7 separate regions of the Mus musculus genome follow, and regions 2, 3, 4, 5, 6 and 7 are each linked to region 1. Evidence: chromatin contacts called from public ChIA-PET, Hi-C, HiChIP or PLAC-seq and promoter capture Hi-C data. All regions are on one chromosome and are shown on one strand. Each heading gives the region's core, a stretch centred on a gene start, on an enhancer-like site or on the middle of the called end of the contact. The rest is flanking DNA. Distances are from core to core; before and after follow the strand shown. Region 1 holds the start of Tlk1 (tousled-like kinase 1). Region 2 overlaps Itga6 (integrin alpha 6). Region 3 holds the start of Itga6 (integrin alpha 6). Region 4 holds the start of Dlx2 (distal-less homeobox 2). Region 5 holds the start of Dlx1 (distal-less homeobox 1). Region 6 holds the start of Metap1d (methionyl aminopeptidase type 1D (mitochondrial)). Region 7 holds the start of Hat1 (histone aminotransferase 1).

Evidence for each region. Promoter capture Hi-C pulls out the DNA fragments that hold promoters and counts their contacts. Hi-C and Micro-C count contacts between places; a contact is called where the count stands out from the background. ChIA-PET counts read pairs in DNA pulled down with a chosen protein or histone mark. HiChIP or PLAC-seq counts read pairs in DNA pulled down with a chosen protein or histone mark. Capture Hi-C pulls out chosen DNA fragments and counts their contacts.
Region 2: a contact with region 1 is called in a promoter capture Hi-C map of pre-B cells, with 5 times the contacts expected there. The contact joins the enhancer-like site here to the promoter of Tlk1 in region 1. A contact is called at or near these places in 5 of 39 promoter capture datasets (the 3T3-L1 cell line, the HPC-7 cell line, hippocampal neurons and 1 more), 3 of 115 datasets of contacts at active chromatin or transcription factors (bone marrow-derived macrophages, embryonic limb bud and large pre-B cells) and 1 of 9 other capture datasets (liver).
Region 3: an H3K4me3 HiChIP or PLAC-seq map of bone marrow-derived macrophages shows a contact between it and region 1, with 8 times the contacts expected there. The contact joins the promoter of Itga6 here to the promoter of Tlk1 in region 1. A contact is called at or near these places in 2 of 39 promoter capture datasets (3T3-L1-derived adipocytes and pre-B cells) and 1 of 115 datasets of contacts at active chromatin or transcription factors (bone marrow-derived macrophages).
Region 4: a contact with region 1 is called in an RNA polymerase II ChIA-PET map of memory CD8 T cells, with 13 read pairs. The contact joins the promoter of Dlx2 here to the promoter of Tlk1 in region 1. A contact is called at or near these places in 3 of 39 promoter capture datasets (the HPC-7 cell line, neutrophils and pre-B cells) and 2 of 115 datasets of contacts at active chromatin or transcription factors (memory CD8 T cells and pro-B cells).
Region 5: a contact with region 1 is called in a promoter capture Hi-C map of adipose tissue, with 4 times the contacts expected there. The contact joins the promoter of Dlx1 here to the promoter of Tlk1 in region 1. A contact is called at or near these places in 2 of 39 promoter capture datasets (neutrophils and pre-B cells), 1 of 484 Hi-C or Micro-C datasets (embryonic stem cells) and 1 of 9 other capture datasets (adipose tissue).
Region 6: a promoter capture Hi-C map of the C10 cell line shows a contact between it and region 1. The contact joins the promoter of Metap1d here to the promoter of Tlk1 in region 1. A contact is called at or near these places in 5 of 39 promoter capture datasets (the C10 cell line, cranial neural crest, erythroid cells and 2 more) and 1 of 115 datasets of contacts at active chromatin or transcription factors (bone marrow-derived macrophages).
Region 7: a Hi-C map of B cells shows a contact between it and region 1, with 10 read pairs. The contact joins the promoter of Hat1 here to the promoter of Tlk1 in region 1. A contact is called at or near these places in 3 of 39 promoter capture datasets (the C10 cell line, erythroid cells and pre-B cells), 2 of 484 Hi-C or Micro-C datasets (B cells and cardiomyocytes) and 3 of 115 datasets of contacts at active chromatin or transcription factors (effector CD8 T cells, large pre-B cells and memory CD8 T cells).

The regions. Positions count from the first base shown.
Region 1 is chr2:70,823,342-70,827,613 of GRCm38.p6, reverse strand. It overlaps Tlk1 (tousled-like kinase 1), which reads left to right and starts at 2,134. Exons shown (of 20, transcript NM_172664.3): 1 at 2,134-2,421. The coding sequence starts at 2,283.
Region 2 is chr2:71,811,973-71,816,244 of GRCm38.p6, reverse strand. All of the region lies in intron 1 of Itga6 (integrin alpha 6), which reads right to left. Among named protein-coding and RNA genes, the nearest start is that of Itga6, 27 kb to the right of the region's middle. Within about 2 kb of position 2,039, at least 203 of the 459 cell types and tissues checked have an H3K27ac peak or open chromatin away from gene starts, as enhancers often do. A contact at or near this core is called in the HPC-7 cell line, bone marrow-derived macrophages, liver and 1 more, where this site is marked.
Region 3 is chr2:71,785,196-71,789,467 of GRCm38.p6, reverse strand. It overlaps Itga6 (integrin alpha 6), which reads right to left and starts at 2,529. Exons shown (of 26, transcript NM_008397.4): 1 at 2,148-2,529. The coding sequence starts at 2,329.
Region 4 is chr2:71,544,559-71,548,830 of GRCm38.p6, reverse strand. Dlx2 (distal-less homeobox 2) reads left to right here and starts at 2,077. Exons shown (of 3, transcript NM_010054.2): 1 at 2,077-2,847; 2 at 3,263-3,447; 3 at 3,907-4,272. The coding sequence starts at 2,439.
Region 5 is chr2:71,527,117-71,531,388 of GRCm38.p6, reverse strand. It overlaps Dlx1 (distal-less homeobox 1), which reads right to left and starts at 1,944. Exons shown (of 3, transcript NM_010053.2): 1 at 1,083-1,944; 2 at 233-432. The coding sequence starts at 1,395. It also overlaps Dlx1as.
Region 6 is chr2:71,451,039-71,455,310 of GRCm38.p6, reverse strand. It overlaps Metap1d (methionyl aminopeptidase type 1D (mitochondrial)), which reads right to left and starts at 1,973. Exons shown (of 10, transcript NM_025633.3): 1 at 1,913-1,973. The coding sequence starts at 1,952.
Region 7 is chr2:71,387,355-71,391,626 of GRCm38.p6, reverse strand. It overlaps Hat1 (histone aminotransferase 1), which reads right to left and starts at 2,367. Exons shown (of 11, transcript NM_026115.4): 1 at 2,323-2,367; 2 at 1,629-1,724. The coding sequence starts at 2,329.

The sequences.
Region 1 (4,272 bases), core at 885-3,384:
TTTTTAATAGTTATTGACATTAAACTCAGTTCTTTTAACTTCCTTCCTGTTCTGTGTCCTTTATGATACAGTGTGCAAACTAAGCTTACTCTTAAAAGAAAGAGGGGCTGGGGTAGAGGGTTTGCCTAGCAGGTATGAAGCACTAGGCTTGATCCCCAGTATATAGAAGACCAAGCAAGCAGAGTATATATATACATATCATATAAAGTCATAGATAAGCAACCAAGACATGGGTGTATGTCCATACAAAGGCTTGCACACGAGTGTTCATGGAAGTATTAAAGTAGAAAAGGGAGAATGCAAATGTCCATCACAGTTCAAGGGATAAGGCAGGATATATTCGTACAAGAAAATGTAACCATATGGCTATTAAAATAATTATGTTCAGGGAAACCACTTTATGTCCAGAAGAAAACACTGGACACTTCATCTAAAATTCAGGAAAATTCAAATTACTCCGTGGCATAGAAAGAAGATATATGGCTCTGAGGGGGATGGAAATGGGGCAGGTAGGAACCTCAAAGGGGTGGGGAGAAGGGAGTTGAGTGGGCAACAGATGTTTGCTACTGATTGTACAAGGGGCATCAGAGCTGTATACACCCTACAGTGTGAACTAAAGCCACACACTTTACAGTGAGTTCTATGTCAATAAAGTTGTTCAATTTGTGAGTTCTTAGGTTTCAAAAGCAGAATGTGACTGAAAACAAGAATCTGAAGCACAGGAACACCCCAGTGACTTCTGGCATAGCTGACAACCAAGGCTCTATTCTGGGAGTACAGTTTATCTGAAGAAAACATTACGATGAGAAATGCAAAGTCATAAAAATAAAAAATAGAAATGACATTTTGGTCCCCCTGGTAATCATGTCATTTCCTTATGCCTGCACAGTTGCTCTATAGCATAATCATTTTAGTGTTCTATTCAATTTGGTTTAAAGAGAGCAGTAACCTTGTCGTATTTTTCCTGGACTACCAGACTTGCTCTTTTATGAACAAGATGGCCAATCGCTGGTGTGTGTACGTGGGTGTGCAGAAAGCTATGCTCTATCTATAAATTTTAGCAAATGCTGTAATTTGTTTTGGGAATTCGTCGTCAATACTCAACAGCGGCACCAGAAACTGGAAATTTCTAGAAACTATACCTTCTTCAAGATGAACACTATAGTTTTTTTGTTTTTTGTGTTTTTTACTGTGAATTCAGTAGTCAACATTTTCTATTTAGATTTTCCACTTCTGTGAAAACAAAGAACAAACAGCTATACCACACACTCAGGCTACCCCACCGGTAGGGTTTCTCAATTCTTTTGGTAGATTGTTTTAAGGAAAGTTTTATTTTCTTAGGTTCTTTTTTTTTTAATTCCGTGACTACTCCTGTTTTGCAGATGGATAAGTGCACACTGCTCTTTCTTTCTTTTTCTTTCTTTCTTTCTTTCTTTCTTTCTTTCTTTCTTTCTTTCTTTCTTTCTTTCTTTCTTTCTTTCTTTCTTTCTTTCTTTCTCCTTCTTCTCCTTCTTCTCTTTCTTCTTTTTCTCCTGAAGGGCAAGAAGCAACTCTCAACTTTTCAGTTCCATTTTGAGACTCCGGAGCCAGGCGAGAGCAGAGGCGTCTCGGGCAGGCTGGGTGTGGGGCGCGCTTCGGAGCAGGCGCGCCGCGGCGAGGGGGAGGCAGGTGGCAGCGGGGGCGCGCCTCCCTCCGGCCGGCTCCGCGCACGCGACTCGCCGCTCCGCGCCGCGCCGCGGGCCCCGCGCCTCCCAGCGCGCTCGCGCCCTCCCCGCCCTCGCCCCGCCCGGGCAGGGCCCTCCCCCCTCCCCCCTGCCGGCCCCGCGGCCGCCGCCGCCGCCGCTGCTACCGGAGGCGCAGGAGCCTCGCGATAGTGTTTGCATTGGCGGCGCGTGACGCCGCCGCCGCCGCCGCCCGTAACTGATGCAGAGGTTACCCCGCCGCCTCAGCCGCCACCCACCGCCCGCCACCGCCCGGGCGACGCCGGGGCCCGACGCACTGCAGAGGTGCCGGCAGGTTCCGCCCGCGGAAGTGGCCTCGGTCGGCGCGGCCCGCGCTCCGCCCGCGCTCCGGCCCCGGCCCCGCGGCCCCGGCCACTCGCCTCCCCTCGGCGCTACCCTCCCCGCCCGCCCTCCGCCCGGCGCGCTCCCTCGGCGGCGCGGCGCTCCCCTCCCAGCCCTCGCGCCCGCGCTCGCCCTCAGCGCGGCCCCCGCCATGACGGAGGCGGGTGCCGGTGCCGCCGCCGTCGCAGGGGGGGAGTCGGGCTCCCAGAAAGTAGCTTGATGAGTGTCCAAAGTAGCAGTGGAAGTTTGGAGGGGCCGCCATCTTGGTCCCGGCTCTCCACGTCTCCAACCCCGGGCTCGGCGGCGGCGGCCAGGTCCCTGCTGAATCACACGCCGCCATCCGGGAGGCCCAGGGAAGGTAAGCGCCGCCGCGCCCTCCCGCGGGCTCCCTCGGCCCGCGCGGACCCCGGGCTGGGGTGGGGGGTGGCGGTTCGCGGGCGGGAGGCCTGCCCTGGCTCCCTGAGCCTCCTGGCCTCGGGGCTCGGGTGGGTTTGCCCTCGCGGTGCAGCCTCGGCGCGCGAGCCCCCTCCCCTAGCCCGCACTCCTCCCATAGAGGCGGTCCCCGCGCCGCAAGCCGGGCCGCCGGGACCGGTTAAGATGCCCCTCGCCCGCCTCCCGCATGCTCTGGGCTGCCTCGGATCCGAGTCGGATCCCCATCGCGGCCCCTAGAGCGATCCCAACGGCAGACCGACTCGTGGGCAAGGCTGCTCGTGCCACCCCCCCCCCCCCCCCAGATGGTTGCAACTTTCCTTCCTTCGCCATCGGCTCCTGCATGTTTGAACGTTATGCTCGTGGGTTGCAAGTACGCTCGTGTTCCTTTCTGCCCAAGGGTGGTGGGCTTTTTTTTTTTTTTTTTTGGTGGAAATTCCTGCTTGAAGGTTTCTGCAAAACACGCACTGAGATCGGTTACAATTGTTTTCTAAGTTTTCTGGCTCCTTGCATGCAAGTGTTCTGCCACCAGATGTAGCAGTCACACAGCTAGTAAGGCACCTAGTGCTTTTGACTAAAAAATGAACTTGCTGCCTTTAACTTTAAGTATACTCCATAAAATGGAATTCGGGAGAACACTCCTTTACCAGGGAAGAATAAATTTGCATCGGATCTCTTTTAACGCCCTTTTGTCTGGAAAATGCGAAGTCGTATTCGTTAGCAATCGGTAAATGGGCTGTTCGCTCCCGGTTGTCTCGCACAAGGAGATTATCAGCACCTTTAAAAAAAAGAAGAAAACGTTTGAAAGTCCAGCAGTCTAGTAAGCCTTGTAAAGAAATTCAGAGCTTCGGTTTATGAGTCGTTCGGATTATTGTATTTTGAAAATATGTCTATATTTATTATCCATAGCTTTGGTAATTGCTAATCAAATGTTTCTTGCCCGGATCCAGTGGTTGAGGCATAGCATTCTTTGTCATTTTGTTCCCGTGAGCATGTGTGAAAGTGACAATAGGCTCAAAGATTGACGTGAATATGCTCTAGAAAATTCATGGGAAGATTTGATTTATGGCATCCATTAAACATGCCGAATACGTTGACAGACATTTTCCCCTTTCATCTCACCCTGACACTGATTTTTCATTAAAAGAAATAAGAGCTTATTTATTGAATGACTTAAATTAATAATCTGAGTTTTTCCTTCTGTTCTTGAAAGTTTATGTACATGTATAAGCTTGAAAATTTGTAAGTTTAAAATTTAAAGTGTGTGTTGTAAATAGGGCAGTTGGTGCTTGTAGCTTGCTTGTTTCCACTTTGTAGTTTCATTACGATGTCTAATGGTAGTATGAGTTTTGAAAGATTATCGTGGTTTCTAGAGTACTATACCTTTGAAAAATAATTCCTCATTGATTTCTCAAGTGTTTATTGAGCCATTACTATGAGCCAGGACCCGTATGTGATAATCTGCTGAATACATGGTGTTGGTTTAACAGTTGACTTCTGTTATCAGTCCTGGGAATTTGGCAGGCACCAAATTCAGATGGAGTTTCTAAGGAAGGTCAGCCCTAGCTGACCGTCTTAGGTGTGCCGTTCTGCACCCTTCCTGATGATGAAATGTTCTGAATGGTTGGAATAACTTAATTCAAACTTCCAAATAACCAGAAATCCTGCTCCCCTCCCTCAGCAGCTTTTTTTTTTTTTTTTTTTTTTAAATGGGTTTTGTTTTTTGTTGTTAACCTAAAATAGTGAGTCTTAGTTAATACTTGAAATTCTGGGATATAGT
Region 2 (4,272 bases), core at 790-3,289, 990 kb before region 1:
CCCCCCCCCCCCCCCAGGTACTGTACTGGCTGGTTTTGTGTGTCAACTTGACACAAGCTGGAGTTATCACAGAGAAAGGAGCTTCCCTTGAGGAAATGCCTCCATAAGATCCAGCTGTAAGGCATTTTCTCAATTAGTGATCAAGGGGGAAAGGCCCCTTGTGGGTGGTGCCATCTCTGGGCTGGTAGTCTTGGGTTCTATAAGAGAGCAGGCAGAATAAACCAGGGGAAGCAAGCCAGGAAGGAACATCCCTCCATGGCCTCTGCATCAGCTCCTGCTTCCTGACCTGCTTGAGTTCCAGTCCTGACTTCCTTGGTGATCAACAGCAGTATGGAAGTGTAAGCCGAATAAACCCTTTCCTCCCCAACTTGCTTCTTGGTCGTAATGTTTTGGGCAGGAATAGAAACCCTGACTAAGACAGGTATCCTCCAGGGAACACTTTGACTACACCTAGCTTTGCAACACTGTATCTACAGATTAAGAATCCAACTCTTGCCCATGTCACAATTAATCTCTTCCCTTTTTCTTTTTCTTCAGCTCTATTGAGGATATAGTTGACAAGGAGAATCTCCATCTATTTAAAGTGCAACACGTGATGTTCTGTCTCATGGGTACATGATACAAGCTCCCCCATATCAACCAGTCTCCCACAAAGGCTGAGAAATGAAGTGGCAGCTGTGGGTGGGACATTCCTCTTCTCTCCACCCCAGACTTTCCCCAAGGAGTGGCTCCTAATCCCAACTCATGATCGGCAGGCAGCGGAGAGCTTTCACTTCATTAGCAGAGGGGCTGGCTGGTCACGTGGTTTACAACCTCTAGGGTAAGAAACAAACAATACAAGAGACAGAAAGAAAGAACACACACCGGACCACACAGAGAAGTGGAAACCAGAGCTTTGAGGTATGGGCTGGAGATGGAAAGCCAGCTGGGAACAAACAATAAACCCTCTGAAGGGAGCAAAGTGCACTGGGAAGCCTGCAGGGTCAGGTGCAAAAGGAACAACAAAAACCAACGCTAGCTAACATCAGCAAAGTGCACTGGGAAGCCTGCAGGGTCAGGTGCAAAATGAACAACAAAAACCAACTCTAGCTAACATCCCCACTACCTCTTCCTTGCTGGGATGGATCCCAGTTAAAAAGTAAATACACTAACGGCTATGCTGCTGCAGGTGCAACAGGGGGAAGGGGATCACATCTGCCCAGGAGAAACAGGAGCATGACGATGGCTTCCATGGGGACAGTGGCTGCCCTTCCTACCAGACAGATAACCCATCTCCTCACCTGAGGCAGTTCGCACTGCCCACTTCTAGTTCCAAGTCTACATTGGAAATGATGAACCCGCACACACCAAAGCAACGGAACTGAAGTGGAGACTTAGGGAAGCAATTGCCCCCCGGGTCCCCAAATTTATCAATCAATAGGGGGTATAGAGAAGCCAGGGTGCAGGGGTCTGCATAGGCCCACCAGGTATCCAAGTAACACTGTCCCTGCAGGAGCTCACAATACCTGAGAGACGAGGTGGCCTAGAATGTGCAGAGAATGGGTTTTGATGCTTGGCAGATGTGGGATGGACCCTGTGCTGGGGTGGCTAGAGAAACAAACAATGAGCTGAACCATGAGTAAACAGAAGCTAAGGAGCCTGCACCCTCCCATTTGATAGGAAATCGAGGCCTTGACAGAGATTAATTATGAGGCCTCTGGACCTCACAGCCAGGTGCCAGGCAGGACAAAGATTACCTAGAAACAGTGTCCCTGTCCCTGCGTAATGAATGCTCCCCAAGAAACAAAACTGAACAACTAAAACGTTTAGCACAAAAGCCAGCCTATAACAATGACACACTGAAATAAAAACCACTGGCATACTGACAGATTTAAGTCTGACTCCCAGCAGGCGAAGGGAAAAAGAACCCAGGCCCAATGGTGGGTAAAGGTAACCAACTGCCAAGAGGAGACTCAAAGGGCAGCTCCGACAGCCTAGACAGCTTTCCCTCCTCTAACCACTTCCTCTTACACACACCCAAGGAGGCTGCTAAGGGTGGCAGGCTACTTCCTGTTTACCAAGCTCCTCCTACAGCCAATTACTGCTTCAACAAGTACTGCCCCAGGATGCATAAGGGACGGCCTCCCAGGTAGCTTCCATCTCCTAAAACTCCAGTGTGGCTCCACCTGATCCAGAAGTAGCTAGCTCAGAAAAGGACTGGGAGGGAGAGGGCAAGTGCTTTGTAGAGAGAGTGCTACCAGGAAATGACAGCAGAAGAGACCTAGGAGGGACAGCAGAGAACAGGCAAGACTGGCTTTGCTTCCAAGGGAGGAGCTAGAGCAGTGGGTCTCAACACTCCTAATGCCACCACCCTTTAGTACGGTTCCTCATGTTATGGTGACCCCCAACCATAACATTATCTTTGTTGCTACTTCATAACTGTAATTCTGCTACTGTTATGAAACATAATGTAAATATCTGATATTTGAACCTAGTGAAAGAAAGGGTTGTTTGACCCCTGAAGGGGTCACGACCCACAAGTTAAGAAGCACTGAGATAGCCGCCGTAGGAGACTGGAGTCTGGTGATTTGGTAAGTGGAGTTGAAGATGGACAGACAGCCTGGTGAGAAGACAGGCTCAGGGGAGAGAGGTAGGAGAGGAGGCCCGCAGAGCCTAAGGATGCAGCCATCTCTTGAGCCTTTCTGGGTCCCTACATGGGATAGGCACTTCAAAGGTTTCCAGCAACATGAACAAGCTGTGCAGAGGCTGGAGGGATGACTCAGTGGTTAGTGCACCTGCCTGTTCTTTCCCAGAGGAGCAAAGTTCGGAGTCCAGCATCATCAAGTCTAATGCCTATAACTCCAAAGCCCTTTTCTGGCTTCCGCGGGCGGGGGGGGGGGGGGGGGCGTGCACGCGGGCTCTCTCTCTCTCTCTCTCTCTCTCTCTCTCTCTCTCTCGCGCACGCACGCACACACACACACACACACACACACACACACACACGTTTAAACAATAACAGACTGTGGAGGTTACTCCATGCACAGCCACAGGTCTTCAGAGCCAAGGGCTTTCTCCAACCCTTCTCTCCTCCATCCCCGGTGGGGCACAGGCATTGGACAGAGAAGGAAGTGGCGGACTGCATAGAATAAAGGAAGGAGCCAGGTTGTCAGGCATAAAGACAATGTTAAGAGGCATACATCTATAAAGGATAATGCCAGTTGAAAGGGTGCCTACCCCAGACTCTGCCCACACGGCTTCTTAAGCATCCTGTTTCCATTTCAGATACCTTCTGGGAGGGAGGGAAGAGGATCCACACCGGCTGCAGGAGTGGGTGGCTACAAAAGGGAATGGCCTGCCAGCAGAGGGCGCCTGTTGCACCACTCTGCATTTCAAGGCTATACTGCGAGCTAATCCAATACAACGGCAGGTCCCAGAAACAGATGAATAAAGTCACCCCAACACTCAGCAACCATTGGGGACCCATTTCTCACAGTTACCCTGGTTCAGAGATTAGCAAAAAGGCTCTTAATCTCACTTGGAATCAGCTTTATATACAGTCACAGTCCATTAGTTCAAGCTATGTCTGTGAAGAACAAATAAATGAGCAAAACTAGACCAGTATGCAAACAAGGACACCGGGGACAACCGTCTACTTCTAATCTAAGTCATTTTAGGTCATGGTGTAGGTTAAATGCTAGGCACACATTGATTCTTGAGCTGCCAGGTGCTTGTAGGTTCTGGAAGAATAGCCCATTTCAACCAACCCCTCAAAACGCGTGCCAAAATCTGGCTTTTGTATAAATCCAAAGCTTCCTCCCGGTTCCTCACAGGAAGGGCTGGGCGCCTGGCTGCCCAGACGGGTTTAGTAAGGGAACCAGGTGCTCTGTGTGCATTACTGCTCTGTGGGCACCAAGTCAACTCCAAGGACCAGGGCTGCAGGTATGCCACTGTCTCTCTGCTGCTGCCATACTCTCAAGACTCTGTCTCTCTGTCTCTGTGTGTATGTCCCTCTCTCTCAGAGACATCTGTCTGTCTGTCTGTCTGTGTGTCTCTCTCCCTCTCCCAGAGACAGGGTTTCCCTGTGTAGTGCCAGGCTGTCCTAGAACTCAGAGCTCCACCTATCTCTGCCTGGGATGAAAGGTGTGTACCACCATGCTCATAAGTAGAAGCCTGAACTACAGCAGCAGCTCTGCACTCTACAGACAGGCTGGGGTGGGAGCGGGGAAGCGAGTCAGGCCTTGTAGGGGCAGGAGCAATGGAAACTAACAAGAGCAGCATCCAAAACCCTGTTCC
Region 3 (4,272 bases), core at 1,280-3,779, 960 kb before region 1:
CACCTTCTTCTCCGTAAAAGGAAGCCATGGGCATGATATGACTCTCCTCAGAGGATTGATGCTATTCTTGAACCTGGGAGAGTATATCACAAGATGAACCCACAGCCTCCTGGAATGCAGATTCTGCCTCTAGGTTCTAGGGTGTGGCCCAGTACCCCTTGCCATGGGTCTCTTCTCATCTGAGGGTCTGACCTGGTACTCCCATCTGTCGTCCTCTACAACAGTGGTTCTCAACCCTCCTAACACTACAACCCTTTAACACAGTTCTTCATGCTGTGGTCACCCCACACATACACCATGACTCCCCCCCCCACACACACACCATAAAATTATTTCATTGCTACTTCATAACTAATATTACTACTCTTATAAATCGTAATATAGATATCTGATATGCAACCGCTGTTAAGGGGTCACAACCTACAGTTTGAGAAACACTGCTCTATGGCTTTTTTTTTTTAAAGGCACCAGAACTTGTCTTGGGAGGACCTGTAGCAGCTGTAATAGCAGAGAAGCCCTGCGGTAGTGACAAGTTTTAGCAGGCCCAAGGCTGCTCACCTTAATGACAACAGTGATTCCTGGCTAAAGGCACAATTTGAAATCATTGTCCTCAGGACATTTCTTGCCCCAGTTTCCCCCCATTATAATGTCTGCTTGGACATGTCCATCCAGGAAGCCAATCTCTGTGGTCTGATACAGACAGAATGCTAAATAAAGGCAAAGAATGTTTTCCCTCTGTTGGCCCACAGTCACTTCTATACTAAGTTCAAATCCTCCATGGGTAAATGTATGTGTTTCTCGAATAGTGTTTGAGATTTGAAATGTCATCCTCTTGAGTTGACAAACAAACAAACAAACCCTCTCACTTCAGATTTACAGCTGACCAACAATTATTTTCGGGAGAATGCCACGCCTGCAGAGTCAGACCCCCTCCCTGCCCGGGACTATCCCACCCACAATAGACTTCTGCTTCACCTAGCAGGTGGTATCAGAAAAATCTGACCTTAAGATTTTGAAGTCCACAATATGCACAAACCCCAAAGTTGTTAAATATCCGAAAAGGGAGTTTTCTCCAGTTTAAAATAATTCTGGCCTCTCCTTTCCCCTTGGCTGCACTCTGTTCTCTCCGGTCTGCTGGTCCTGGAAGGACCTGGGTTCAACTCAAGACCTGGGCGGGGAGGAGGACCTTTTGTTGTGGGAATGAGCATGGATCAAGAATTTAACCCCACTGCGACTGGGCGACTAAGCTCCAGAAAATCTTCCCCAATCAAAGAACTGGGTCATGTGGGAGCCAACACTGTTTAAAAGGCAGAGCCAGTCGCTTTCTCCTGGAAGAAACACTTGGGAGGATGACTGTCACTTCCGAACCTTCTTTTCTAAGTCCCTCCTAGAAGGGGCACTTTGCTCTAACTCCTCCGTGAGGCCCACCCAGCACTGGGGCCGGAGGATCCTTGAGTGCTGCTGATCTATCAGGGAGCTGGGAGGGGGAGCTAGCACACCGACTCGAAGAAGCCTGTTTTCACAGCTGAGCTAGTCCTGAGGAACAGGTGCTTTTTAAGAAGCATGTTAAAGTATCTCCTGCAGGAGAGCCCACTCTGCAGGGAAAGTCATACGGGACAGCGAAAAGTGGCTTCCCAACTTCCACGCGGCGCGCGAACGAGGGAGGGGACCGGACGGTCGGAGAGTTGGAGAAAGGCCTGCATTTCCCTGGAAGACTTCCCGCAACCCTGTGTCCCATCACTGTCCCTAGTGCACACGTGAAGCTCAGCAAAGCGTGCCACCTGCCGGGGTCCCTGCAAACTAAGCCCGAAGTGGAGAACCGCGGAAAGCACTTCAGGGGAGGGGGAAAGTCAAGTATCCCGGGGCCGGGCCCGGGGTTTGTCCCTTCGGCTCTCCTCACTCCCGGGAGGCGCCGTGTGCAGGGCGCGGCGGGCCCGGATCTCTCAAGTCTTGGGCCGAAGAAGTGCGAGCGGGCAGGGCAGGGCAGGGCAGGGCAAGGTAGGGAAGGCCAGGGCAGAGCAGAGCCGAGCTGGGCTAGCCCACGGATAGGCTCTGGGCACGCGGGACGGGCGGCAGCAGGGCGCGCCCTCGTTCTCCCTGGCGCAGCGCGGCGCCCCGGTGGGGATGGGAAGAGTCGGGGAACTCACAGCCGCTTGTCCTCCGGCTGCAACTGCCAGTGCATGGCGAGCGAGAAGCCGAAGAGGCTCCCGGGATCCCCCGATTTCCGGATCACGTTGTCCTCGCGGGTGTCCAGGTTGAAGGCTGTACCCAGCCGGGCTAGAAGCCCCGCGGACAGGTAGAGCAGGCACAACTGGCCCGCGACCGCCATGGGCGCGCGCGGTGGGAGGGACCCGCGGAGCTGCTGCGGCCTCTGTGCGCGCGGGCTCGGGGCCGGGGCCGGGCTGCCTGGCGCGCCGCTGCGGCCACTTGGCCTCGGTCGCCCCTGCGCGCGGCCCCACCCCCGGCCGGCTCACGCTCACTGTGCGGCCGCTCCCCCACGCCCGCAGCTAGCTGCTGCTCAATGAGCCCGTTGTTCTCTGGAGACTCTCAAGCGTTTTATCGAGTGACCGGGACTCCGGCCCCGCCCCGCCCCGCCCCGCCCCTCCCGAGGCCCCGCCCGCCACACGCACCTTCCCTGCCGGCCCCGCCCCGCAGCGGCGCACCCGCCGCAGCCCTCCCACCTTCCCGCCACCTGCCCGGAAGCGTCCCGGAGCTTGGCAAGACTAGCCAGGCTTTTTTTCTACCTGTCACTGAACTGCGGGCCTCATAGGGCTGACTTGCAAAGACATCCGTTCTCCAAGGGTTCAAGACGCGCCTAAGTATGCCCAGCTCTTGGGGTTGGCTTGATGTTGCATACTCGCTGGCTCCCCAGGGACCCAAACGTCGAAAACGTTGCTGTGCTACTTAAAAACACACTGTTTCATTCAGGCCTAGGAAGCGGGCTTCTCTGTGCTGATGAGTTTTGGTTTTTTTTTTAAAAAAAAAAAAAAGAAAGAAAGAAAAGAAAAGAAAAGAAAAGAAAAGAAAAGAAAAGAAAAGAAAAAAGTCAACTCAGATTTTTGTGGGAAGATCTCTAGGTAGGGAACACTGAGTCCTTCTATCTTGGGCCCTGGAGTTTAGCTATTGTCCCCTTTTCTTACCCTAAGTTTCCTAGTCTAGTTAGAACTGCATAGATAGAGACAGCTAGAGGTCCGTGTGGGTGGCTTGAAGGCTTGAGTCTCGCGGGCATAGGGTGGGGCTTTCCAGCGAGGTGTTGGCTTTTGAGGCATGTTTATTTTAGGATAGAAAAACTTGCTTCAGGGACGCTCAGAACTTGGTTGAGAACAAACAATATACATTTTAGTGAACCATTTTTTATTATCCTCTGACATTTAGATTAGCATGTTTTCTCTTATGAATGTAGACAGTAAACCACAAAGGCAGGAGACTGTACCAACAACCCAATTATCAGTAGAAAATACTGTTTTATCCAGAAAAGTTGGTTGTTGCAGATGTTTCAAATTACAGTTGTTATTAGGTAGCTACTCTGCTAGATCTCGATGTATGTCAATAAAGAAGCAATTTATTACTATAGAAAAAAATGTTAACATTTTGACATATGTTAATATAATCGATTTTCTTCTTAAAAACATGTATGTTGTGCATAGGGTCTTGGTTTTCAGTAACTTACTGAACGGGCCTTGTTCTACCCTGTCTCCTATCGATGTAATTTAATATTTTAACCAAAAGCCACCTGAGGAGAAAAGAGTTTGTTTTATCTTACATTTCCAGATAATAGAACTCAGGACGGGAACCTGGAGCAGAGACCATGGATAAAAACTGCTTAGTGGTGTGCTCCCTCTAGTTGTGTTGAGCCAACTCTCTATACAAGTCAGGACCAACTGCCCAGAGCTGGGTAACAATCACAGTGGGCTGTACACTCCTGATGCTGGAAAGGGCCTTTCCATGGAACCTAACAGGCATGCATAGGAAATAGAAGCAGGGTGCAGTCCCAAGGGAGACCCAAAGCGTCCTTCTACATCTGTACCAAGAGAACAGCTGGAGCTACTCAGAGAAGCTATGTGAATATCACGTGTGGTCTTCACAGGTGGCAGCAGCTGCCAGAGTGAGTCCCCAGCAGATGTGCCACTTCCCAAACAACTAGTAATCTCACATCTTGCCCTGGGTGAGGTATAATGGATCTAAATGCACACGAGATCTTGAAGATCACACGGTTTGAACAAGCGCTTCTGAAGGACATTGAGAAACTGTTAGAAATGACTGTCTAGTGAG
Region 4 (4,272 bases), core at 828-3,327, 720 kb before region 1:
AGGGCCCAGGTCCTATTTATTCCAGAATGATGCTGTTTTATAAATCTCACCTGAGTTTACACTGTTTCTGGGGATTGAGAAAGAAATAGAATGCAGAAAACTTTCCACCACCAGTATGCCTTCAGGACAGGCTTGATTGGCAACAAAGGGGCAGAGAAAGCGCAATCAGATTTTTAATTCTGATTCTGATTTTTAATTTTAATTTTGATTGGTTTTTTTCCTTTTATTAGGGCAAAACAGCTACTCGTGTGGTGTCAGAGCACAGGGACTTGAAATCGAGTCGCTAAAAGGCAATCTGGATTAAAAACCTTGAGATACCGTTGATGCACATAAAAGGGGCAGGAAGCAGTTTAAAGTCAATACAGTAGGGAGGGTCTGGTCTGGTGCAGGCGAGTCCCACCAGGGAGCGTTTCTAATAAAACTCATTCTTCCCCATTCTCTAGGCCTTCCTTAGCCAAGTGGCTGAGAACTAAATCCAGGCAGACTGGAAGGCGCATTACCTGCCTCATTATTCCGCTGTGTGAATGCTGGAGTTTTAATTACACACTTGCTTTTTCTGGGGAAGACCAAAGATCGTATTTTTTAAAGTATCAACTTGTTTTCCATTAGGCAGTTGTTGTAACAAGTTCTTTCAGTGACATGTTATGTCTTTAGGAAGGGATGCTTCAGATGGCGCGCACTAGCACAATTTTGTGGCTTTTAATTACTATTTTGTTCTTTTGGGGGGTTTCAGAGGCTGGCGCCTGGGCGTGATTAGACTGTCTACCAGGCCTGTAACAACCTCCTACACTGTCCACCAGGTGGCGCCACAAAGCAGGCGCTACCGCAATCTTCAAACTTGAGAGTCCATCACTGCGCTGAGTCCATCCATCACCCTTCTTTTGAAAATCCCAACCACCAGAGAGGGGAACTCATCACTTGGAAAAGAAAGAAAGAAAGAAAGAAAGAAAGAAAGAAAGAAAGAAAGAAAGAAAGAAAGAAAGAAAGAAAGAAAGAAAGAAAGAAAGAAAGAAAGAGAGAGAGAGAGAGAGAGAGAGGAAGGAAGGAAGGAAGAAAGAAAGAAAGAAAGAAAGAAAGAAAGAAAGAAAGAAAGAAAGAAAGAAAGAAAGAAAGAAAGAAGAAAAATAAAAATAAAGAAAGAAACCTAGAGAAAGAAATTACAACAGTGGAGTAAGATCCTAGAACACGAAAATGTAAAATAAAGTAGACAAAATAAAACTTCTTATATTTATTGTTTATATCAAGAAAACGTGTGATAATGAATCTTGATAAATCTCTAATATTACTTCAGTATCTCTTTTTTTTTTTCATTCCCCTTTTCATAAAAACACCAATGCAAACGACTTTGAAGGCTGTCTAGTCTGGCCTACCTTTCCCAAGGAGGGAACCTCAGAATCAGTTTCCAGCTAGTGGCTCAGATGTGCGTCATTACTAGAGACCTTTATGTGTATGAGGAAAAGTGATTTCAAATACATTACTAGTAATAATACCTTTGGGCTTATAGAGCTCTTCTCTCAAGCAAAAAGGAAAAACGTTAAACATTATCCAATTAATTGTCGTAATATCTCTGTGGGTAGTTTGGGAAGCATAGGTTATTATACGCGGTTTATGGATAATTTAAATCAATTGCCCGTCAGGTGCAAAGTGGCTGACAAGAGTAGTGCGAGCCAGGCACCTCGAGGAAAAGTATCTGGAGAAAAAGGAGACAGAGCTGGCTCGGCCCTCTTCCTGGCTTTATTTGATTAAGGCGAAGTTGGACAAGAGATGTAAATCGTTAGACTTGGCTCTTGAAAGCAGAGTAAGGTGGGAGACCCCATTTCTTTCCCGGAGCCTTATGTCCTGTTGCGGGCCATCCCGCACCCTATCCAGCTCCAGATCGGGTACCCACTTTCTGCAGTGCTTGTACACGCACCCACCGCGGCCGCCTTGCCCGCCACGTGACACGCGGGTCCCGGGGCCGCCCGGTCGCGGACTCCCGGCGCCCCGCGGCTCATTCCTTCTGATTGGCTGTTGCTAGGTGACGTTGCCCGCGGTCACGTGATAAGTGTTAAATGCCCACCCTGCAGGAGCCTGCCCGGCAGACAATCGTAAAGCTGCTCGGGGGTCGCTCACCTGCTCCCGCCTCCTGGAGCCCCTACCGGGTCTGACCGCTCTTGCCCCCTCCATTGCCCGCCCCCCGCCCGAGCCGGGCCAGGAGCCGAGAGGTCCGAGAGGCCCGGGAAGGATGCGGCCAGCAGCTGCGGTCCCGAGCCACGCACGGTGATCGCCTCCTCCAGGGGAGGAGGCGCCTAGACCGTAGCCTCATTTCTTGTTTTCCTCTCCCTCCCCCTCCCCGTAATTACATTGGTTGCTGGAAGGGACCCGGAGAGATAGACAGAGGAGGCGCCTCGCATCCCCCTCTCGCCCGCCACCCGTGCTCTTTCCTGTCCCGGGTCAGGATGACTGGAGTCTTTGACAGTCTGGTGGCTGATATGCACTCGACCCAGATCACCGCCTCCAGCACGTACCACCAGCACCAGCAGCCCCCGAGCGGTGCGGGCGCCGGCCCTGGCGGCAACAGCAACAGCAGCAGCAGCAACAGCAGCCTGCACAAGCCCCAGGAGTCGCCAACCCTCCCGGTGTCCACGGCTACGGACAGCAGCTACTACACCAACCAGCAGCACCCGGCGGGCGGCGGCGGCGGGGGGGCCTCGCCCTACGCGCACATGGGCTCCTACCAGTACCACGCCAGCGGCCTCAACAATGTCTCCTACTCCGCCAAAAGCAGCTACGACCTGGGCTACACCGCCGCGTACACCTCCTACGCGCCCTACGGCACCAGTTCGTCTCCGGTCAACAACGAGCCGGGTAAGCATCGCAAGCATCTAGGGTGCCCAAGTCACGGGGAGGGACCGGGTAAGCATGGGGTGGGGGGCAGTCCGGAGCTCTAGCCTTGCACTCTGTGCATCTCTTGCTCCCGCCCTGAACTCTGCCCAATCTCCAACTGCACGCGAATCGCAGTTTCTGCCTCTCCACGCTCCGGGGGACAGAGTCGGTGGGCGGTTGGGCCAGTTGGCATGCTGTGGGTAGCGCATAGCTTTGCTGCCCGCCTCTTCTTTCTCTCTTGCACAGCTCCCCCGGGTCCCTTGCAGGGTTCCGTGGCCAGGCCAGTCGGCGCGTGCTGAAGTTGGGAAGGCCTCCTCAAGTCTCTAAAGGCCTCCGCTCCGAACTTTAGGACCGCGGGGTTGGACGGTGGGTGCTCACCACTCACTTTTCGTTGCAGACAAGGAAGACCTTGAGCCTGAAATCCGAATAGTGAACGGGAAGCCAAAGAAAGTCCGGAAACCACGCACCATCTACTCCAGTTTCCAGCTGGCGGCCCTTCAACGACGCTTCCAGAAGACCCAGTATCTGGCCCTGCCAGAGCGAGCCGAGCTGGCGGCGTCCCTGGGCCTCACCCAAACTCAGGTGAGCAAGGTGGGAGATGGCCTGCTTTCTCTAGGAAGCGGGCACGTCCGGAACAACTTTTCAAAAGTATATTTTCACCTGTGCTTTTTTATTCCGGGCAAAGTAAACTTCTAGGCCCAATGCTTAAAACAAACAAACAAACAAAATAAGAAATTTTTTTCAAAGGGGGCAGCCGCATGGGAGGAAAGAAAATGACCCGGGTGGACAGAAATCCCACACTACAACGCCTTTCCACTCGCTGCTGCTAAAGCGGGTTCCATAACTGACCTGACACCGCACTACCCAGAACCTTGGTCACATACTTAGAGCTCATCCATCAGCATTTTGAGATCCCCCCAATGTAGCTAGAAGCAGCGGAGGCCCAGAGCCCAGGTCTGCTCGCCCGCCGTCTCCACTCCACCAACCTCCTGCCCAGGTTCCTGTACTAAAGCTCAGGGCTTTTCCTTTTTTTCTACAAAGGTCAAAATCTGGTTCCAGAACCGCCGATCCAAGTTCAAGAAGATGTGGAAAAGCGGCGAGATACCCACCGAGCAGCACCCTGGAGCCAGCGCTTCTCCTCCTTGTGCCTCCCCGCCGGTCTCGGCGCCAGCATCCTGGGACTTCGGCGCGCCGCAGCGGATGGCTGGCGGCGGCCCGGGCAGCGGAGGCGGCGGTGCGGGCAGCTCTGGCTCCAGCCCGAGCAGCGCCGCCTCGGCCTTTCTGGGAAACTACCCGTGGTACCACCAGGCTTCGGGCTCCGCTTCACACCTGCAGGCCACAGCGCCACTTCTGCATCCTTCGCAGACTCCGCAGGCGCACCATCACCACCATCACCACCACCACGCA
Region 5 (4,272 bases), core at 695-3,194, 700 kb before region 1:
GGTAGCCTGCAGGTCAGAGAGTAGGGTCCGAGCTAGGGCAAACAGTTTGAGGGAGGAAGAGGAGACGCTGAAAGTCAGAGGTGGATACACACACACACACACACACACACACACACACACGGGTTGGGGGGCGGACTGTGACACCTAGAACCAGAGGCCCAGCGAACAAAAAATGTGAAGCCTGGGGCTGGAGCCCAGCTCCCGAGGCTTGTTTGGCAGAGCGGCCAGGTACCTGCGTCTGTGTGAGTCCCAAGGAGGCCGCCAGCTCCGCCCTCTCAGGCAGAGCTAAGTACTGAGTTTGTTGGAACCTCCGGTTCAAAGCCTGCAACTGCAAACTGGAATAAATTGTCCTGGGTTTACGGATCTTTTTCCCTTTGCCGTTAAAGCGCACCTCGCCGCCTTCCACCACCGTACTCTTCTCGGAGTCCGCCCCTGGAGGGACAACAGAAGCAGAGACCCTTGTTAATGCTGCACTGCCTTTAGTGAGGAGGGACGAGAATGAATGTCTATGGATGGGTTGGCAGAAGTAGGGTCCGGAAAAGAACGTTCAAGAAACCCTGAAAGACTGCGAAGGTCCCTCAAGGTCCGAGCGCACGTCCCTGGCTGCTGCAGACAGAATTGGGTCGTTCCCAAGAGCGCAGCTATTGCCTTTGCAGAGAAAGTTTGCTATTTTTTGCAGGCGGTAGTTGAGGTTTAATTACCCTTAATTGCATACATTGTTTATAGCGCTACGCAATAAATAATTACCGAGACTAATACGTGCACATGTGGGTTTCTGTTTTCCAGCAGGGCATTGTGTGCTCGGCGCACCGAGCGGCCCAGAGGCCCAGCCAGTGCCAGGAGACGCGCTCGGATTTATCCTTTGCTGGACAGTTGTAAATTGAATTGACTTATAATTTTTTTCTTTTCAGTGACAAGGATCCACAGATTGATATCCGAAACCTCTACTACTTCCGCGCTTTCCCCACCCCCACCCACCTCTCTACCCCACACTCTCTTGTCTTTTCTCTTTCCCCCTCCCCTTCTCCCCCTCTCTCCTATTCTCCTTCCCTTCTCTCCTTGTCCCTGGCAAGCGCACGTACCTGGGTCCTCCAGGCGGCTCTGGGCGAGGCTGGCGCTGCCGGGGTAGGACTGCACGGAACTGATGTAGGGGCTGGACGCGTGGCTGCTGACCGAGTTGACGTAGGGGTAGCCCAGCGGTCGGGAGAAGGATGAGGCCGAACTGTAGGCACCGTCGGGCTGCGAATGGCCCGCCGAGTGTAAACAGTGCATGGAGTAGTGCCCGTGGGACATGGGAGAAGGAGACATTTGCTGGTTGGGCGGCCCAAACTCCATAAACACAGCCTTGCCCGACACGGGGCTGTTGAGACTTTCTGGCATGGTGGTCATGGTCATCTCTTCTCGCGGGGTCTGGGTGTGGGTCTTTCTCTCCTCTGCTTCCCTTTTGGGGGTCTCTATGTTTCTCAGGACAGGAAGGAACCCAATTTAAGCGGAACAGGGGTTTTCACTTTCCATTCATAAGAAAATGGAGTTTGTCTCTTTGAAAAGTCTAAGCATGATGCTGCCGAGCTCCCCAAACTCGGTTCAAAGCTTTGACTCAGCCAAGGTCATAAATATTCATGAGCTGGTGGAGCTGATTGGTCGGCTCTCTTGCATAATCACCGGGGATTGGTCCGAGAAGCTCGGGCTCGGCTGGACTAGAGCGGGCGACGCGGCCCGGCCTGGGGAGAATCCGGTCCACACGTCCCGGCCGGGGCTCCTCTGCAACAGAGCGCGCGGAGCGGGACGCACAATGGGCTGCGGCGTCCGCGCAGGAACCTCGAAGGCGCGCGACTCCAGCCTCCCGCCTCCCTCGCGCGCTTCCCGCCCCAGAAACCAACCAGCCGCGCCCTGCCGTCGCCCTCCCCCTTGCTGTCCCCACCCTTCGCCCGCCCCCAACGCCTGGGACCCCGGACCACTTCTTCTTGAGGTCACCTAGTCCGGTGCGGAGCGCCGCTCCAGAGTCCGGCCGCGGTCTCTGGATCGCGGAGTCGCGCACTGGGCGACAACCCAGGTAGCCTGCAGCCAGCGGTCCTTCTGAGCGTCTTGTGCCTAGCTCAGCGCGCTCCAGGCCGCGCCTCCCAGGTTGGGGTTCTCTCGGCCACATCCCGGGGATCTGGGTTTGGGGGCCCTCTGGCCCAACTCACTCACTCGGCCGCCGCCCCGCCGTTGCCACCGTTCCCAGGGGCTTGCTCGCATCTCTCCAGGCCCAGCTGGCCACTCCAGCTCGAGGCTGCACGGGTCTGATCAAAGCAGTGCGCGTGGAGAGCCAGGAACCCACGCTTCTCCACCCAGGAAAGGCGGCCGCACCGCCTCCCCCCTCCTTTCCCTCCCAACCTTCCTGCCTCCCCCTCCCCTCTCCACTCCCCCTGAGCCACGAGCCCCGGGCTCACTCGCCCCGAGGGCGCGGCTCAGCGTGGAGTCCTGAGGGCCCGCAGTCGCCTGGTGGCTGGTGCATCGAACTCCTGCCAGGTGGTCATTTTCCGACCTCCTGGGGTCTGGCCAGAGTACTTGGGGTTTGGGAGTCCTAGGGAGACACCGACACCCTCAGCAAATCCTGATCAGTGGTAGGCTTGAATATTTGTGTTTAGATATGCCCCTCTCTGTCGCCCGATCTCTTCCTCACCTCCAGTGGCCAAAGCTGGAGCCTCCGGGCCCGGGGGTGAGGTGGGGAAGCTGGTGAAGGAAAGAGCTGCCAAAGCGCGCTGTCTACCATCTGGGTGCAAGTGTTGAAAAGTGCACAAAAGATTCTCTCGCACTCCACCCCCCCACTACTACCACACACCACCTCGCGTGGCGCAAACTACGCTGGTTGCTAGGGACTGTTGGTTCCCAATCCCGCCAGCCCCACGATGAATCCCAAATTACTTTGTTAGGTAATTAGAAAGTGTTGATAATTATTTCTTTCATAATTTAGCGGTGTGACGGGGACCGGGGGAAATGATCTTGTGAAAGTTCACACGTGCACACGTATTAGTTACTGATTCATTTGATTAAATGGTAGTCTCAAGTGCTCAGATCCGCAGCTGAAGGCGCCCCATTAGCATAACACTGATGTTTAATTTTCATACGCATAATTAGCCATATATTTAACACTAATAGCAACATGCAGCCTTTCAGCGTTAAACAGCCCGGGGATTTGATCTGGCCTGAGCTGAACCTGCGCCGCGGCACCTTCCCCTATCTGGAGTGCACAGTGATCACAGGGAGACCTCTGTAATCAAGCACATTTTGGCAGAGGGAACACCAATAAAAATGAACATTCAAAACAAATTACATCGGTGATGTCGTTACAGATATGAGTACAGGGGATTCATTCTCATTCTCTCTCTCTCTCTCTCTCTCTCTCTCTCTCTCTCTCTCTCTCTCTCTCTCTCTCTCTCTCTCTCCTTCAGCAGCAGCTCCTGCCTAAAGATTTCCTCTTCTGATTAAAGGCATGAGGCTGTGCGCAGAAACATTTCATGCAGCATGTTGGTTGGAGCAAAAGAGAAAAACAAAAGAAAGAGGAAAAAAACAAAACAAAAAACAACAGTCCAAAATTCGTAAACCAATAAAGGGTTTGCCATCGCCTGAAAGGTTTTTTGTTTTGTTTTTGTTTTTTCCTTAATCGCCAAACCACAAGGTGAGGCTTTGTAACACCAACCAACTAAGAACTCCAACTCGCCTCGTCCTGGTCTTCCTGTCGTACTCGCGATTTTAATAGCTCCTTCTTAGTGCCTGTTTTGGGGTGTGGAGTGCCGTCCTGTGCGCCCAACGCAGCCGCTTGGATGCCATCTGAACCGAAGGTCTCTTCGCCTTGCGGGCCTTGCCCATGTAAGTGATCGCTGCGGTTGTGCGCCGGGGTTGGGATGGGGAAAACTGGACTGGTGTCTCTTGGAATTTAGTGCAAGGTATGGGGACGTCGGATGGCCGGATTGCCTAGGACCAGTTTATCCCAGAGACTGGTTGGGTTGGGGAACCAGAGAGCGACCATGGGTCTACTAGGTGCTCTGTCCTTCCACTTAGCAGAGCAGGAGGCCAGGCTGGCTACTGGGAACGGGTGGGCACGATAGGGTTTCAGAGTCTGGCCACATTTAGAACTGAGCTGTGTGTAGGTGAGGGAGCACACTTGAGAATTATTTCCTAACTCAAGGAAGCAAGTCTTGGGAGAAACTGAGCCGGGTCCCTGAAAGAGTGTACAGGCCTCAGCAAACTTCAGGAAGTGAGATCTTATCTCTACTTTGTGAGTCCCGG
Region 6 (4,272 bases), core at 724-3,223, 630 kb before region 1:
TTTACTGGGTGTGGCAGCACATGCTTGGAAATGGCAGAAGGACCAGGAATTCAAGCCCGCCCTACACAAGACCCTGTCTCATAAAATAAAATGTAACAATTGTTACAAGAGCATGACTGGGAAATCTGAACAGAGAAACTGACAGAGAAATGCCCAGTATGACGGGTGGTTTACACCACTAATCTCAACACACGGTGGTAGAGGCGGAAGGACCAGGAGTTCAAGGCTACAGGAGATTCTGTCTTAAAACAAATAAATAGCTAAATAGAAATTCTAAAAATAAGTACAATATACAAGACAATGAGTAGGATTCTCAGTCTTTCTGTCTTTCTTTTCTTCCTTCTTTGTTCCTTCCTTCCTTCCTTTTTTTCTTTCTTTCTCCTCTTATGGAGCAGGGGAACCCCAAACCAAGGCTTATGGGTGCTAACCACTGAGCTATACTCCCTAGGCACAGTTTTCAGAGATACATAGGCAAAAGAATCTACAAATAAAGTGATATACCTAGGACATCCTTTAAAATAATACCATCGTGGGAGGCACTGTGGCTGGGGTGGAGAAGTGAGTGTCTCTACACACATGATTTGTGAGCAGACAATGTGTATGCAGAGTTTGCCGCTCTGTTGTGTGTTTGAAATTTCTCCTATGAAGAACATTTCAAAGGCTAAAAAAAGAAAATCTAATCTTCACATGAACAAGTTGTATTAAATGTACAAGATCATTCAAGTGATGAGAAGTTCTGGGTACACACAGAATGACCAGAGTCATCTTTGCCAAAAACCTCTAAGATATGTAGCACTATATTTTGAGTGCTTTGGAAAATATGGGCATTTCATAAAAACTGAATATTTTATTTCACAAAGCCGTGAATCGTGTATGTCATTCTCTGTATGTATTATATTAGATACACATATACACACAAATATAACTACACAAATATATGAGTATCTGATTTCACAAAGGGGGGGCTGTATTGAGCTAAACTGGGCTGGTGAGATGGTTCAGTGGGTAAAGCCTGAACCAAGCCTCATGGTCTGAAAAACAGATAATGGGAGAACTCCCACAAGTTCTCCTATGACCCTGTGACCTTTGTATGCACACCTTGGCACCTGTTTGAGCATACACCAGACAAACAAATATATGTAATTTTAATGTCCTACAACTTGCTTTTTCCAAATATTCCAAATAATATATTTTTGTGGACACCATTCCATGTCAACGTCAAACTTTTTTACACACCCTTAGATACACACAAATAAGTTGGTATCTGACTTCACAAAAGGGGATTGTATTAAGTTAAGCTGGACTGGTGAGATGGCTCGGAAGGTATATAATACGTGCTGAGTATTGCTCTGAAAATATTTACCTCCTAAAACCGTTCCTATGTGCCTGGCACTTAAATTGTATCTAAAGTCGTTGGTGTTCCTTTTTTTTTTTTTCGTCCTTCTTGAACCTATTTTTGAGTTCTTGCTAGCAAAGAATCCGAACCTAGTACTAATTCAACAACGATTCGCCGGAAACGCATCTGTTTGGAATGCCCCTGACATCGTTAGCTCTCCTAAGTCATCATGACTGTCATCACCTTTTACAAGTTTCTCAAAAAGGCATGCCAATCCAACAGCTCTAAACCGAGTGTTCCGGCGCATTTCACCGTCGTCGCTGGTAGATACGTCTGCAACACTAACCACACAAGTAAAGAGAGGGAAGAAAACTTCAGGTAACGACCCACAAATCTCAAGAACTAAGCACTCAAGCAACATGGTAAGAAGAGGACAAACGTGTGTCTGTTTCTGCAGCGTGCCAACGTGTATGGTATACGCGGGTCCGACTGAAAGTACGCACGTGCGTACCAAGCCCACGCGCGGACGTGTCTCTGGGCGCGTAGCCCTGGAGCGGTCGTATGCCGATCGCTTACCTCCACGGACGAGCAGGGGGACGCCGATGGGCGCCGCCATGTTGGCTCCGGTCACGTGGCCAAGAGAGCCTCGCAGCTCCGCCCACTGGAGTAGCCGCGCTCTCAAAGCCCAGAAGCGCTGAAGCAGTGGGAGGCGAGTGCGCGCGCGCGCGTGAGCTGGCTTGCAGGAGCCCGGGCTAGCGAGTGCCTCTGGTGTCGAGGCCAGCAGCTCCGTCTGCGGCCAGCTCGCTTCCACCAGGAGAGGCTGGCTCCGGCCGCAGTTCTCTCTCTGAGCTTCCAGACCCATCAGGGATGGAAGAAAGTCGTCATGTAAGTGTAGCCTCCAGTATTTATAGAATCACCATTTTGGTGCATGGATACGTGAAGTTGGGCGAGAGGAAAAAAAAAACAAACAAACAAACACAATTTAGTGTGCAACAAAGCACTTTCATCGCCTTTCATTCGGTTACAAATCATTTCCAGGCAACTAGTTGAAAAAGTTGGATCAGTTTGATCAGCTTCCCTTTGCAATGTTAGAATATTAATTACTCAGCAGAGACTCCAGAATAGAATAGTTGGGACACCTATGTGGCCCTGTGGGTATCTTCACAGGATTTCTCCTTCCCTGATGACACTTCCTGCTTGGCAGTATTAACTGCTGTTATCCCTAAATTAGATATTTAAAGAATGACGCATGTCAGCTTGCATAGCCCCTATGTCAAGGCAAGTGAGGCAGCCGCTGTACCTTCGATGATACTGTTGCCCGATTTCACCAGGTTCTGTGCCTCTTGCCCTTGTTTTGCGGTGGAGTCCAGACGCTCATGGACCAGGTGTTATCCATCTTGGTAGCTTCCTGTGCTCAACACAGACCATGATACCCCAAGATGTGTATGGTGAAAGAACCCAAACTGTAGTGTAGCAGTTTCTGGACTTTGAATGCAGTCGAGATCGATAAGGATTCCTTGTGAATATGTGGATGTCTTCTCATTGATTTTAAAGAATCCACATGCGGGCTGGAGAGATGGCTCGGCGGTTAAGAACACTTAGGACTCTTCCTGAGTTCAATTCCCAGCAACCACATGGTGGCTCACAACCATCTTTAATAGAACCTGATGCCCTCCTCTTGTGTGTCTGAAGATAGCTACACTGTACTACATATATAAAATAAAAAATAAAAGAGTCCACATGCTCAACTGGCACACCTTTAACCTCAGGAGGCAGAGTTCAACTCATCACAAACCTCAAATCGGAGAACACTTAATCCAAGGGTATTCTTTTTGTTTGAGAATATCATACACACATAGAATGTGTTTTTGTCTAATACACTCCCAGCACCACCACGCGCCCCCATCCTTCTCCTCCAACTCCTGCTCATCCCTTCCACCACATTTCCCTTTCAACTTCATGTGCTTTTATTTTAACACACTGAGTCCATCTACTGCCAGTATGCACATGAATGTAGGGCCATCTACTGGAGCACGGGGATCCTTTCAGGGGCAGAAACCCTGGAGAAAACTGACCACCCTCATCCCCTCAGTAGCTCTGTCAATTGTCAGCTATGAATGGGACTTTGTGTCCTTGTCCCAATCTATGTTGAGATCTCGGCTAGCTAGGTCTTGTGCGTGTAGTGACAGCCATTATGAATCCATGTGTGCCTTGGTCCTGTTTCATCCAGAAAACACTTCCACAGAGGTCACCCTGTACCTCTGGCCCTTAGAATCTTTTCATAGCTCCCCTCTTAGGAGATCATCCCCTGAACCTTGGAGTTAGGGAATGTGTGTGTGTGTGTGTGTGTGTGTGTGTGTGTGTATGTGTGTATGTGTGTGTGTGTGTGTGTGTGTGTGTATGTGTGTATGTGTGTGTGTGTTTGTGTGTGTGTGTGTATGTGTGTGTGTGTGTGTGTGTGTGTGTGTGAGAGAGAGAGAGAGAGAGAGAGAGAGACAGACAGACAGACAGACAGAGAGACAGAGAGAGGGTATAGATAGAGATAGATAAAGAGATAGATATTGATCTAGATAGAGATATATCTCCCATTTAGGGATGAGCACAGTCTATTAATCTTGCACATTGGCCAGTTGTCAGTCTTTATATTAATCTCCATCTACTTCAAAAAGAAGTTTCTCTCAGGAAGATTAAGAAACACACAGATGTATGGGTATAAAGATAAGACCTTAGGGTGCAGCTCAATACCATGTCCATTTAGGAGAGTCAACATGGTGGTTCACCACCTCCATGGGTACTAGGAACACAGTTGGTACATAGACACTGGAAAGTGACATAAAAGGACACATGACATTGACTTCTGGAATGCATACACATGCTTGTGCTTATGTGCATATATACACTGTTCACATAAAAGACTTGCTGGGTGCCAGGTGTGG
Region 7 (4,272 bases), core at 1,118-3,617, 560 kb before region 1:
ATTTAAATGGCTTATGATTTCAGGTCCATCACTAAGGGAAATACAAGACCAGCCTGGTTTACAGAGTAAGTTCCAGGACAGTCAGGAGCCTACATTTAGCCTGGGGTAATGATTCTCTACCGTCTGTCTTTGCAGATGTCCTTTCTGAACATTTTAAACAAATGGACACACTATACTGGTTTTGCCTGCCTTCTTTTACTTAGCATGTTTTTCAGATTTCTCCACATTGTGTGACAGGTATCAGAACTTCTATTGTCAGACAATATTCCACTGAATAACTATGGCATACTTTATCTGTTTACCAACTGCTTTATGAGTTGTTTACACTTTTTGGCTATTGTAAATAACTCACTTTTAAGTATTCATGTATAAATGAACATCTTCACTTCCCTTGAACAGACACCTAATAAAAGGGCTGGCTCACGTAGCTAATTTATGTTTGTTTTTTTTTTTAAACTAGGGCTGGTGAGATGGCTCAGTTGATAAGAGCACCCGACTGCTCTTCCGAAGGTCCGGAGTTCAAATCCCAGCAACCACATGGTGACTCACAACCATCTGTAACAAGATCTGACGCCCTCTTCTGGAGTGTCTGAAGACAGCTACAGTGTACTTACATATAATAAATAAATAAATCTTTAAAAAAAAAAAAAAAAGAGCACTGGTCTCTTCCAGAGGTCCTGAGTTCAATTCCCAGCAAACACATGGTGGGAATCTGATGTCCTCTTCTGGTATTCATGAAGATAGAGAAAGCACTTATGAACATAAAATACATTTAAATTTTTTTTCCAAACCAAAGTTGTTATATCATTTTAGATATAATACCAGCAACCCATGAATTTCCACATCCTAACCAACAGCTGTTATTATCATATTTGCAATTTTTTTTAAAAAGATTTATTTATTATATCTAAGTACACTGTAGCTGTCTTCAGACACACCAGAAGAGGGCATCCGATCTCATCATAGATGTTTGTGAGTCACCATGTAGTTTCTAGGATTTGAACTCAAGACCTCCGGAAGAACAGTCAGTGCTCTTACCAGTCCTGCTCCCTGGGGCCTGAAGATTGATTGATTGAATGATTATATGTAAGTACGAGCACCAGAAGAGAGCATCAGATCTCATTACAGATGGTTGTAAGCCACCATGTGGTTGCTGGGATTTGAACTCAGGACCTCTGGAAAAACAGTCAATGATCTTAACAGCTGAGCCATCTCTCCATCCCCCATTTGCAATTTTTTCCCCCGAGACAGGGTTTCTCTGTATAGCTCTGGCTGTCCTAGAACTCACTCTGTAGACCAAGGCTGGCCTCGAACTCAGAAATCCGCCTGCCTCTGCCTCCCAAGTGCTGGGATTAAAGGCATGCGGCACCACTGCCTGGTGTATTTGCAATTTTTAAGATGAGATCACATATACTTTCTGCCACACTATCTTTCACTTTCTTATCACTATCTTTCCCCTACCCCTTCTACCGCATGAACTTAGAGAACTGCCTAAAATCTCCATGTCCAGTCAACGCAGAAAGTACCTGTTACGTAATCGTCTTAACCTCAAGCTGTGTTTCCTATTTTAAAGGCTCTGTTAAATACAGGGCTGCACACACAGAACTCCTCTGAAAGGAAATACGCACCTAGTTTCAGCTCGATTGCTGTGTTGGTGTTACACTTGTACTCTGCTAGTTTCTTCTCCACGGCACTCTTATACTCCACCAGAAATTTCTCCAAGGCTAGAAACGAATAAAGCACAGCAAGAGGATTCTACTACACACAGCACAGAAGTTCCATTCTAAGTGACAAGTTGGGCAGTGTAAAAACGACTTTCTCAAAGGACATCTAAAAAAACAATGATCTCAGGAATCCTGAAGGGTTATGAGACCCTGAGTGTGCCCTGAACCAGGGCAGGGCAGCAGCACCGCGCTCGCTCAGAAGTTGGCTGGGAGGGAGGTGGGCAGGGCCCTGGAGAGGATCAGCTGGCGGGAACTGGACCTAATGGGTTACATTAGGGCGACAGTGAGCAAAGGGGAACGAGGGGGTGAAAGGCTCCGAGGCAGACCGCGCTCCACCAGACCAAACTGAGCGCCTTGCCTGAGCTCAAGGCCCGGGAGGCCCACGGGAGGCGCCGAGCGTCAGCACCGGGGGCGGTGGCGCCGAGCGCGGCCCACCGGGAGCCAGTCCCCGACCCTCAGTGCCTCGCGGAAGGGAGAGGCCTTCTGGAACCTCTGCTAGAGCCCGAAAGTTCCAGGCGGCCACTGTCACGGCCGCCTCAACGTTCTTCCCCAGAAGCACCCGCCTCCTCCCCTTGCTAAACTTTTCCCGGGAACTTACCCGCCATTTCCGAGCTCCGAGCGCCCGCAGCTGAGGAAGGACAAATCAACCCGCGCGCTCCCGGGCCGGAAGTGACCGCAAGGACTTACGCGTTTCCCCCGCCCATCCTCGGCGAGCCACGAACCAATGAGAGGGAGAAGGTCCAGGCGCGCGGCGGCGGAAGTGCCTCAGGAGGCGGGGCTAGCACCGTGAGAAGGCGCCCGCGGTTGCCTAGCCACCGCACGTGAGGATGCCCTCACCCCATGTCTTCGGCGTCCCAGCCTGTGCGGCTTGCTGGCCACTAGAGACTTGCTTAGAAATTAATGTGAATTCTCAAACAGCTTAAGGCGATTGTCCTTCCCATCTTTTGGCCCGAACGCAAGTTTTTCTGTGGGGGTTTCATTTCGAAGTTTTTAAACTTTTTGATTCAACTTTGCCATAACCCATTTTAAAAGGTTCCTCTGAATTTTATTCGTATTTTGGAGCTGGGTGACCAATTCAGAGTCATACTTATGGTAGACATAAGGCTCTGCCACTAACCCATTATAGACTTTCTTTGTGCTCCCAAATTGAAAAATAGTGCCATATTAAAGAACTCAGGGACCCAAAATGGAAGACTCCCGAAAGCTGTGCTCTGATTACATGCTAGCGTGCACAACTATTAAAAGTAAAATTTAGAAATATACCTGCTTTTGCTCTTAAGTTTTCTGGACAACCATTTAGCTCACTAAAAGTGGTTACTAACACTACCTCAAGTGGCTTGATTTAGTTGGACTTGTATGAGGTCCTAGTGGCTTGAACTAATCATAGGATACTACCCATTTTTAATCATGGGCCTTATTATTTAGTTGCTTTTGGATTTTTTTTTTTCTCCCAGAGGATAATTTGCTATTTACCTCTACGATGGTATTCAAATACCAGACTCCCTGGTGTCAACACATTTGCTGATACGCTTTAAAATGATGCATGCCGTATGGAAAGTTGATCTTTGGTATATCGGGTCTCTCTAGAAAAGAAGGAACCAATGGAATGAACATATATTAAAAGATGACTTACCACCTTGGCTTATGTGGTACACTTGGAGAGGCCAGACAGTGGTTGTCTCACAGCAAATGCTGAAAACCTGGTGGTCAGTCCTCAAAGCTAGGAGCCTCAGCCCAATCTGCCTGTGAAGACCTGAGGGACTCCTGGAGAACTGTTGGGTCTCTGCCTAGCAAGGTTCTAATACCAGCGCTTGAGAAGGCTAGGCTGACTCCATGACAGGCTTCAAATTGGCAGTTAAGGAGGTTAGGCCTAAATCTCTTACCAAGACCTGGGCAAGTCCAGGCAAGTCCAGGCCTCCGAAGCCGGCCCGCCACCTGTCTGGCCACCTGTCTGGCCCGAGGCAAGGACAATGGGTCAGCAGCAGTTTCCAGGCCTCCCCCAACAAGTTTACAGCCTCTCTACCCCGGCAATGGAATGTCAGTAGAGATGGACCCAACAGATTATCATAGAGGTCACCTACCCCAGAACTCCCTAATGTGCTTTAAATCAGGCCTCTGAGCTCACTTGGGTGTCTCTCTACCTGGGTCATGGGAGACCCAGCTTGCTAGACTTCTGCAGAATTCAACACTCTTTGTGGTTACATACTATTGGAGTCCAGGGTGACATCCTTCAGCAAATCATGGACCCTTACACACCAAAAAGGTCAATGAACTCTCCAGTGAGAATGAAGGTTAAGGAGGCAAGTTAGCAAAGCTTTCTTTCTGCCTTTTACCTGGGCCATTACCAGAAGGTGCTGCTCACACTTAAAGTGAGTCTTCTCCCATCAATTAAGATGATCAAGGCAATCCCCAGCAAACATGCTCACACTAATATAGGTTTGTGTGGGTCATATATGTATGTGTTATATAGTATATATGTGTATATATGTATGTAGTATGTAATACATATATGCATGTATGTGTGTATATAAACATTTATATGTGTGTA